Regions from separate parts of the Mus musculus genome. Here all the other regions are linked to region 1. A link is a contact called in public Hi-C data. All regions are on one chromosome and are shown on one strand. Each heading gives the region's core, a stretch centred on a gene start, on an enhancer-like site or on the middle of the called end of the contact. The rest is flanking DNA. Distances are from core to core; before and after follow the strand shown. Region 1 overlaps Pik3c2g (phosphatidylinositol-4-phosphate 3-kinase catalytic subunit type 2 gamma). Region 2 has its middle 51 kb from the start of Gm38917. Region 3 has its middle 15 kb from the start of Gm38917.

What was found. A called contact is a pair of places that touch in the nucleus more often than the background predicts.
Region 2: a Hi-C map of uterus shows a contact between it and region 1, with 4 times the contacts expected there. The contact joins two enhancer-like sites.
Region 3: a Hi-C map of uterus shows a contact between it and region 1, with 6 times the contacts expected there. The contact joins two enhancer-like sites.

Annotation. Positions count from the first base shown.
Region 1 is chr6:139,908,158-139,910,869 of GRCm38.p6, forward strand. All of the region lies in intron 30 of Pik3c2g (phosphatidylinositol-4-phosphate 3-kinase catalytic subunit type 2 gamma), which reads left to right. Among named protein-coding and RNA genes, the nearest start is that of Plcz1, 130 kb to the right of the region's middle. Within about 2 kb of position 1,309, at least 19 of the 459 cell types and tissues checked have an H3K27ac peak or open chromatin away from gene starts, as enhancers often do. A contact at or near this core is called in uterus, where this site is marked.
Region 2 is chr6:140,335,207-140,337,918 of GRCm38.p6, forward strand. No RefSeq gene overlaps it. Among named protein-coding and RNA genes, the nearest start is that of Gm38917, 51 kb to the left of the region's middle. Within about 2 kb of position 1,330, at least 94 of the 459 cell types and tissues checked have an H3K27ac peak or open chromatin away from gene starts, as enhancers often do. A contact at or near this core is called in uterus, where this site is marked.
Region 3 is chr6:140,299,340-140,302,051 of GRCm38.p6, forward strand. No RefSeq gene overlaps it. Among named protein-coding and RNA genes, the nearest start is that of Gm38917, 15 kb to the left of the region's middle. Within about 2 kb of position 1,357, at least 23 of the 459 cell types and tissues checked have an H3K27ac peak or open chromatin away from gene starts, as enhancers often do. A contact at or near this core is called in uterus, where this site is marked.

The sequences.
Region 1 (2,712 bases), core at 59-2,558:
TCTTTCTCATGCCCTGTAAGTCCTTCTCCTACGTTTTGGCCACTAATTTTAATTAGTGGTTCTTATGTGAACAGGGTGATAGATTGTTTATCAGAAGTGGGCATCTAACTCAGCAGTGGCTATACTCCTAAAGAAACTGTCAGCCCTAGAAGAAATGTTTAAAAAGAAATGTTTTTGATCACCTACTGTTTGTAACATTCTAGAGTCAGAGCTTTAGTTTGTTTCTGGATTAATCTGGATAAGTGAAAATATTCTGAGATATGCTAAATATGCTTATAATATAGTGATTATATAGATGTGAGCATAAATAATACATGATCTAAAATGAAAAGGCTTTGGGAGAGAAGAAAGAAACCGCAGTTTGAATATAATCACAAAATCACCTATTATTATGTATCCTTGCCTATAAGCTGTGCTGCTTTGGATTGGAGGACACTTTGAGGTCAAGAATCAATTATGTCAGAAGAGCACCTGCTCTTTGCAGGGGGGCGGTGCCGGGGGGCGTATTGAAACAATCTACATAATGGGACAGATACCTAAAGATATCTAAGCTCTATCTACCTACTTACATATCTGTCTATCTGTCTGTCTGTCAGTCATCTATCTCTTGGAGAAATACTTTGTTGATAAATGAAGCAGGCATTAAATGGAAAGCACTACCACACACTACCCATCGCTTCTAAACGGATTGGGGTTGTGTTTAGGCATCCTGGTAAATCCCCTGCCTGCCTTCTCTTGCCTCACCCTTGCTCACATCCCCAGCCTGAGATTCCTTTCAGTGGTTATAGTTTCAAACAAGTACTGCAATGGTGCTAACAAGAATTCTTTTTGCTTCTTTAAATTTTGTTCTGTTTTGATGGAATTGTGTTGTGAATGAAGCCAAAATCTTTAGAAAAGAGTAATATGAACCTTGTGTTTAAAAAAAAAAAAAATTACAGCAAGTGACTGGAAAACCTCACCAATGCATGTCCCCATCAGAGTTCAGCTGAGATTTCACAAACAGACCATGCGTGCAGCATCTCACAGCCAGCCGTGTACACTGGGACCATTCCCAATCCTCAGGGCTGTTGCTCATTTCTGGATGTCCCTGCAAACAGGGGATGATATCACTTAAGGTTTAGGCAATGTTTTGTTTTTCTTTAAAAAAAAAAAAAAAAAAAAACAGAAACCCAATGTCAAAATAAAGCCAAGTGGATAAATCCTGTCTTAATAGCGAGCATATGTTTCCTGCTCCCCATTGCTAAACCCAGATGTTAATGGCATGTTTGTCATCGCACTGCTCTCTTCTCGTTTGGCGCTAGCTGAGCTTACATTGCAGGCAGGATAAATGTCATGTGTGCACCATCAGTAAAACCAAGACGATTCTTCACAGTCTGGTGAAGCGCTGATGACATCCGAGAGCCAAATTACAGAAGATTCTTCAGACATTCAGAGTTCTTCATGGTGTTAGCGTTTTTCCATGTAACTCGAACATGAGCACTGTGGGCTGAGCTAGGCGAGAAACTGGACATGCTGACATGTTACTTTATAAAGAATGCAATAAAATACAATTACTGCTCAGTTTTGATTTAGGAGTCTTCTGGGATTTTTTTTTTTTAGTTTGTATATTTTACAGCACTCTATGGCATTTGAGAGAAATAGATTTAGCTTATTGTTTTAAGCCACTAAATCTTGCAGCCAATGCTAGAAGTTGGCTGGCTAGCTAATAAATGGGAACACTTAATTTGCTTTAGTAAAGAAAGAGAAAAATGGATCTCGCTTTTATAGTCCATTCATTCTGGCCTGTGCATGTATTTTAACTCCGTTCAGCGTTTGATAATATGGTATAGGAAAAACACTTATTCTGAATTGATCAGCTCTCAAAAAAAAAGTCAAACATTTTAAATTACATACCAGTTAATGTAATTGGTAAAGGTATTATGAATGAGGTTTCTGAGTTTAACAAAACATGCTCTGATAGAGATTTTAATTTAATATTGACCCATTGGATTTTATGTTTGTTTTTCATTGTCCTCATTTTTCATTTAAGAGCATAATGGGAATTAAAATTTCCCATTAGTTATATTAGAATTGTGTGTGTGTACATATATGTATATACATATATATGTGTGTTTATGTATATATGTTCTGTATATACACATATATACATAAAACACATATAAGCATTTCATATCACCCAATGACATTTAGCTCGACAACTGGTAACTTTAGATAGCCCAAGACAAATCACAGCCATTTTTCATTTCTTCACTAGATACATAAGATGAATGTCCTACATGTTTGAATGTCCATACATTAGTGTTCAAAAGCTGGCTGTCAAAGCAGGATGTGAGCCAGACACCAAGATATCTTTCTTGTCACAAGAGTTCAAATTGGCTGAGTATGTTAGGAAAGAGAATATCAGACGTGTCACTGGGCATGAGTGGGAGGCCAAAGTCTGAACCTAACCTAAACTACTTTTGAGTTGTCTATGAGACTTCCAAAAAATACTAAGCAGAGGTTTAGATACATTAAGGAAGAATGTTTGGCTAAAAATATACATATTGGAATTGTCTCCAAATAACTCATTATCAAAACTATTCACTGGAAGAAATTAAATAATCCTAAGTACACTGAGAAATGGAATTTAAAAGAGACATAGTTGGAAAAGCAGTCCAGGCAGCCCACCAGTTTTAAAGTTTGGGGAGATAAGGTCAACTCAGCAAAGACAGC
Region 2 (2,712 bases), core at 80-2,579, 430 kb after region 1:
AGTGATTCCGAATCCAACCAAGCTGACAGTGAAGATTAATCATAGTCATGTCTTTGATGAAGAAAAACACAGTAAGTTCAACCACTCCAAAGCAGCAATAAACTGAACAGCTTTTCCAGGTTAGATCAAGTAGGACAAGTGTGACAGCAACTAAGGACTTTCCTTGTCCACACTTCTGTGTGTGTCCTAGGAAGTGTCCCCATGGTGCTGTCCCTCAGTGTAGCTCTCCAGCCTCTTCTAGGTTGGAGCTGCCCAGTTCAAACATCACTGTCTGTACAAATAAGCTCTCTATAATGCTATGGTGTCTCCATTTGGTTTTGAACACAGACGTCACACGCGGCCTCCCTCTTCACGGAGACTTCCGAGGCTTGCTTGGGCCATTCGCACACAAGGATCCTGGTTGTGTCTGTCTTGATTCCACCTGCCTTTCATTTCTCCATCTGTTTGATATGGTCTAGGGGTCTTGAACTCATACAGTATAGGGGTTGCCTAGATCCGGTTTGTTTTCTCTGCCGGTTAAAGAATTAAAAGGCAGGAAAACATCTGAAACACAGCAGAGAGATCTCAGGCACCAGAGCAGAATCCACGCTTAATAGGAGGCATTTATTGTGGGTGAGGAGACATGTACATAGCAGATATACAGAGGAAAGAAAAACAACAACAACAACAAACTCTGCAAAGCAGACCAGACTTAGAAAGCCAAACCCAAGTCTCTTCCTGAGGGCTGGGGCTTTCAAAGCTCCCGAAGAGTCTTCCTCCCATAATTTAGGGCTGGTCAGTTTGAAGACAGGATGGATGGTTGGTTAGTGAGACAGACTTGTCCTGATCTGGCCCGGAATCCATTGAGCCAATCCCCCTCGGGACTGCTGGTGGGGGACGATCTCAAATCAGAAGGTTAAGGAAGAAGCCATCTTGGAAATTCAGTACTTCTAGCTTTGGCCTCTGTCCCTGTCTACCTATCAGCAAGTCTATCTATCTTCCGGTCTCTCACACTGAGTCTCCCTTCCAGCAGGAGAAGGGAGAGATTTCCCTATTTCTAACCAAAACCTCAGCTCCTCAAAAAGGACACAGAAATGTTTCCCGTCTTCGCCTCTATCCAATAGAATTATCCTTCACAAGGCGCTGAACTAAGTTAATGTTTTTCTTTAGCAGAACAAGGACTTGAGGTTTAACTCTCAGGAAAAGCTAGTAGGCCAGAGAATAGGTACCAGGGAAGGTTAGAGGCAGGAAGGGGAGGGGCGAGTCTCAGGCGCAGCTTTAACCTCGGGCTCTGTTTTGCAGAAACAATTAATCAAAAGCACACTGAGCGCCCATTTCCCTGTGATTACTATTCACTCAGCCACGAGGCTGCATTCCAGGATGATCTTGAATGGAGATATTGTACGAGCCCAGTGCGGGGAGAGACTGGTTGCTATCAACTTTGACCACAACAGATGTAAAATAACGGACTCCAATATTCTTCGGGAAACTTGTGAGTTCCTTTTCCTGGAAACTAGAAAAGGACCACTGTTTTCATCGCCGTGGTTTCCTTTGCTCAGGGGTTGTTGGGTTTCTCTTTAGCCTGGTCTAAAGAGAAAAGCTTTCTCCTGGGCGACTATTAGCAAAGCAAAGGAAAGCCAGGTCTCTGGAGCAGCCTAAAGGAATCCTCTGGCCGTGCCTGCTATAGGTTAGCCTTTGTGCCTGCCTCCTAGGGTGAATGCATTCAAACCCAAGCTCTTGCAAAGATTAGGGGGGAGATACTGAGTCTAATGAGGAATCTTAAAGCAGCTTGAATTCAAACACTTGAGAAGAACTTTAAAAGAGGAAAAAAATTAAATATTAAAAAAGATGGAGTGGTTCCCTTAAACAAATAAGCTACTTTATTAAGAATCTGCCTTAATAAAATGGTTGACAGCTTCCTCTCCTCTCCTAGGCTCTGGCACCAGCAACAAAGAAGAGGCCAGGTTTGCACAGCTGTTGCCTTAAGAACTGAATAACAAAAGACTGAAACTTTAACCCAACTTGGAAGGGGAGTGGGAGAGACAGAAAATCACTAACACTAAGGAAGCAAAGAGAGTGTCAGAAATCTTTGCAGAGTTGGGAAAAGGGTTCCCCCCCACCCCAGCGCCAACTTCTGTGCTTCTGGAGGGAGTTGGGGGCTCTGGAAGTGCCCATCAGAACAGCTGCTGGAGGGAGGGGAGGAGGGGGGAGGGACGGAGGGAGGAGAAACTGGGGGTCTGGGGTTGGGGGCGGGTGGGGGACCTATTTCTTCAGAGCTCTGAAGCAAGAGAGCAGTTTGGTTCTTGCTTTGAATGCCGGGCTAGGGTCAAGTGAAGGATAACTTAAGGCGTTTGCCTGCTCCCCTCTCTCCTAACTTCTGGAGTCCATCTTATTATGAACCTTCCTTGTGGGAGAAGGGTGGCTCTGAGCAAGGTGGGAGAGAGGTGCCGATCCTCCCACTGCAAATGATTTTCCGGGATTAAAAAAAAAAGTAATAAATCTGCTTTTAAAAAGAGGGAAGAGGAAGGGAGGAGGGAGAGAGGGGGGGAGAAAGGAAGGGAAGAAGGGAGAGAGGGAGGAAGGGAGAAAGAGAGGGAGGGAGGGGGGAGGCAGGGAGGGAGGAAGGGAGAGGAGGGCAGTAACGAGTGTTTTAAACATGAAGTCTCTTGGGAAATAGACAAAAGCTACTTTAGGATATTGATTATTTCTAAACTGAAAGACATCAAGGCATCC
Region 3 (2,712 bases), core at 107-2,606, 390 kb after region 1:
CTCCTCAAAGACTTTTGAGTTGATGGGCATCCAAATTCTTATTAAAATGTAATACGATGATGCAATGCTGGGTTTATGTTACATTTATAGAGATATCTACACACCATATCTAGTCAATAAACATACCTTAAATACCAAGTACCTTAGCCCACAAAAAACCTATATACAATATATATATATATAAAATTTCCTACCAATGCAGCAATGATAAAAAGTCCAGGCTTGGATAAAGATGATCAGGGTAAGTTAGGCCTGTCTGAAGTTTCTATTGATCTGATAAAAATTCCCTGGTAAAAGCAACCAAGTGGAGAAATCGTTTATTTAGCTCGCACCTCTAGATTATTGTCCATCATTGTGGGAGATCAGAATTAGGAGCTCTGAGGAAATAGCCTCATCACTTCCATAACCAGGAACAGAGAACAGTGAATGTCTGCCCAGCGGTACTCGGTCCCACTTCCCTGCTGTCACACAAGTCTGGATCCTGTCAACTCACAGTGAGCGGGGCTTCCCACTGCAGTTAATATGATGAAGATAATGTCCCACAGACACGCCCACAGGCCACCCTGCTCTAGACAATCCCTCACCGGGACTCTTTCCCCAGCTGCTTCTAGATTGTCAGTTGGCAATTAAAAGTAATCACTACAAGACAGGCAAAAGGCTCAGCTTCACCAGGGAAAAGATATGATTCCCCCAAGCCTGACCACCTCAGCTTGAGCCCCAAAACCTGTGACCGCCAAAAGCTCTTTGTTGTTGTTGTTGTTGTTTGAAATGCAGTCTCATTCAGTCGAAGCTAGCCTCAAATGCTTGGCCATAACAGACATAAAACAATGAGCAAAATTCTGACCCAAGTCAGAAAACTTCAATGAAACCAACGTATTTCTTGAGGTAAAATTTCCTGAAAATCCTTTCACGGCATGAGAAAGGGGAAGATTTCTTAGGCAAGACCCAGAGAGACGCACCCCTAGGAAAGAAAAGAGACACATAAATCAGATTTCAGCAACAACAAAAGCCATCCTTTTGCTACTTGAAAGATATTGTGAAGGGGAGAAAAGCAAGGTACAGATTGGTACCAATGCTTACAGAGCTTTACACTCAGAATACAGAAAGAATGTTTCCAGCACAAAATGAAGTCAACGAGCTTTTTTTTTAATGGACCAAATATTTAAATAAAGAATTCTTAAAAGAAAATGTTAAGCCCAGAGCTGGCCTGCCCTCTCAGGCAGATGCTCCTGGTTCTGCCTCTGTGGAAACAGTCTGGGTGCGGAAGGCAGAGAGCCAACTCTCAACATGCGAGGGCTGCATGGCCTGCACACCCTCCCCTGGGACTTGGCCAGGCTCCCGGGCGCCCTCTTGACCTGGTGTCCTGGCCATATCAGAGGCAGAACACAGCTTTCTCTTTAGTGCAGGCTTTAATTTCTAGGGATGGGAGTGGGGTGGGTAAAGAATAAGTTAAATAAGTTAATCACAGAGAGAGAAAGAGAGAGAGAGAGAGAGAGAGAGAGAGAGAGAGAGAGAGAGAGAGAGAAAGAGAAATGGGGGAGGGGATGATGGATGAGGGAGGGAGGCTGGGAGAGAGGGAGGCAGGATGCCAGCTCCGTACGATGGTCCATGCCTGTAATCCCAGCATTTGGGATGCCCAGGCAGGAGAATCTCCCAGTTCAAGGCCATCTAGAGTACATATAAAGACATTGTGTCAAAGAAAGAAAGCAGGGGGAGAGAAGAGGGAAGGGGAATCTACTGAAAAGTATTTTGTTCAAAAATGTCATAATGAGATCTGATCCTGTGAACTCTAATGCAAAAACTTTAAACGAAAGATTACTAAGTAATTAAATTTAATTTTAAAAGGGGGGGGCGAATGCCTACCAAAGAGCTTTTGGAAAGACTACTCATATCACTGGCAAGTAGAGAAGTGAAGATGCCTCTGATCCAAAGACAAGCCTTCTCCTAACATATAACACTTTCCACCCTGGGATGGATGACCCAGCAAGAAGACCCTCCACACACACACAACCTCCCTTGATCTTGAGGTTCCGGCCTCTGGAGCCACAACAGACCCCTGTTCTTTATAAATCACACCAGCTCAGGTATTCTGTCATAGCAGAACAAAGTGAACTAAGACAGTCATTTTCTTTTCTTTTTTTAACCCTAATCACTCTCAGGAGGAGCTCTAGAAGATTCCATAGGTTTTAATCTCCCTGAACCTTTATCTAAGAAGTATGACTAATACTATGTACTTAGCTGTTCTGGGAAGAGAACTGTTTTAAATAATTCATATGGACCACTTAGGACAATGATTGGCTCATATTAAGAATAATAACATAAACCCAGGTGCTACTGGGAAGGTTAAAGGTAACATTGGCACTGCTGTCCATTAAGTTTCCCTGAGAAGAAAAAACTCTGAGAGAGCAATTAAGAAAGACATGAATTATTCGGGAAGCATTCCACGTAAGAAATGGCAGACAAACCACAGAGCTAGGCTGGGGGTGGTGGCGCACGCCTTTAATCCCAGCAATTGGGAGGCAGAGGCAGGCGGATTTCTGAGTTCAAGGCCAGCCTGGTCTACAAAGTGAGTTGCAGGACAGCCAGGGCTACACAGAGAAACCCTGTCTCGAAAAACACAACAAAACAAAACAAAAAAACACAGAGGTAAACTGATTCAGATATACGCATTTTGGGGCCCCCATGAGGTATATATTCTCTCTATACTAGCTC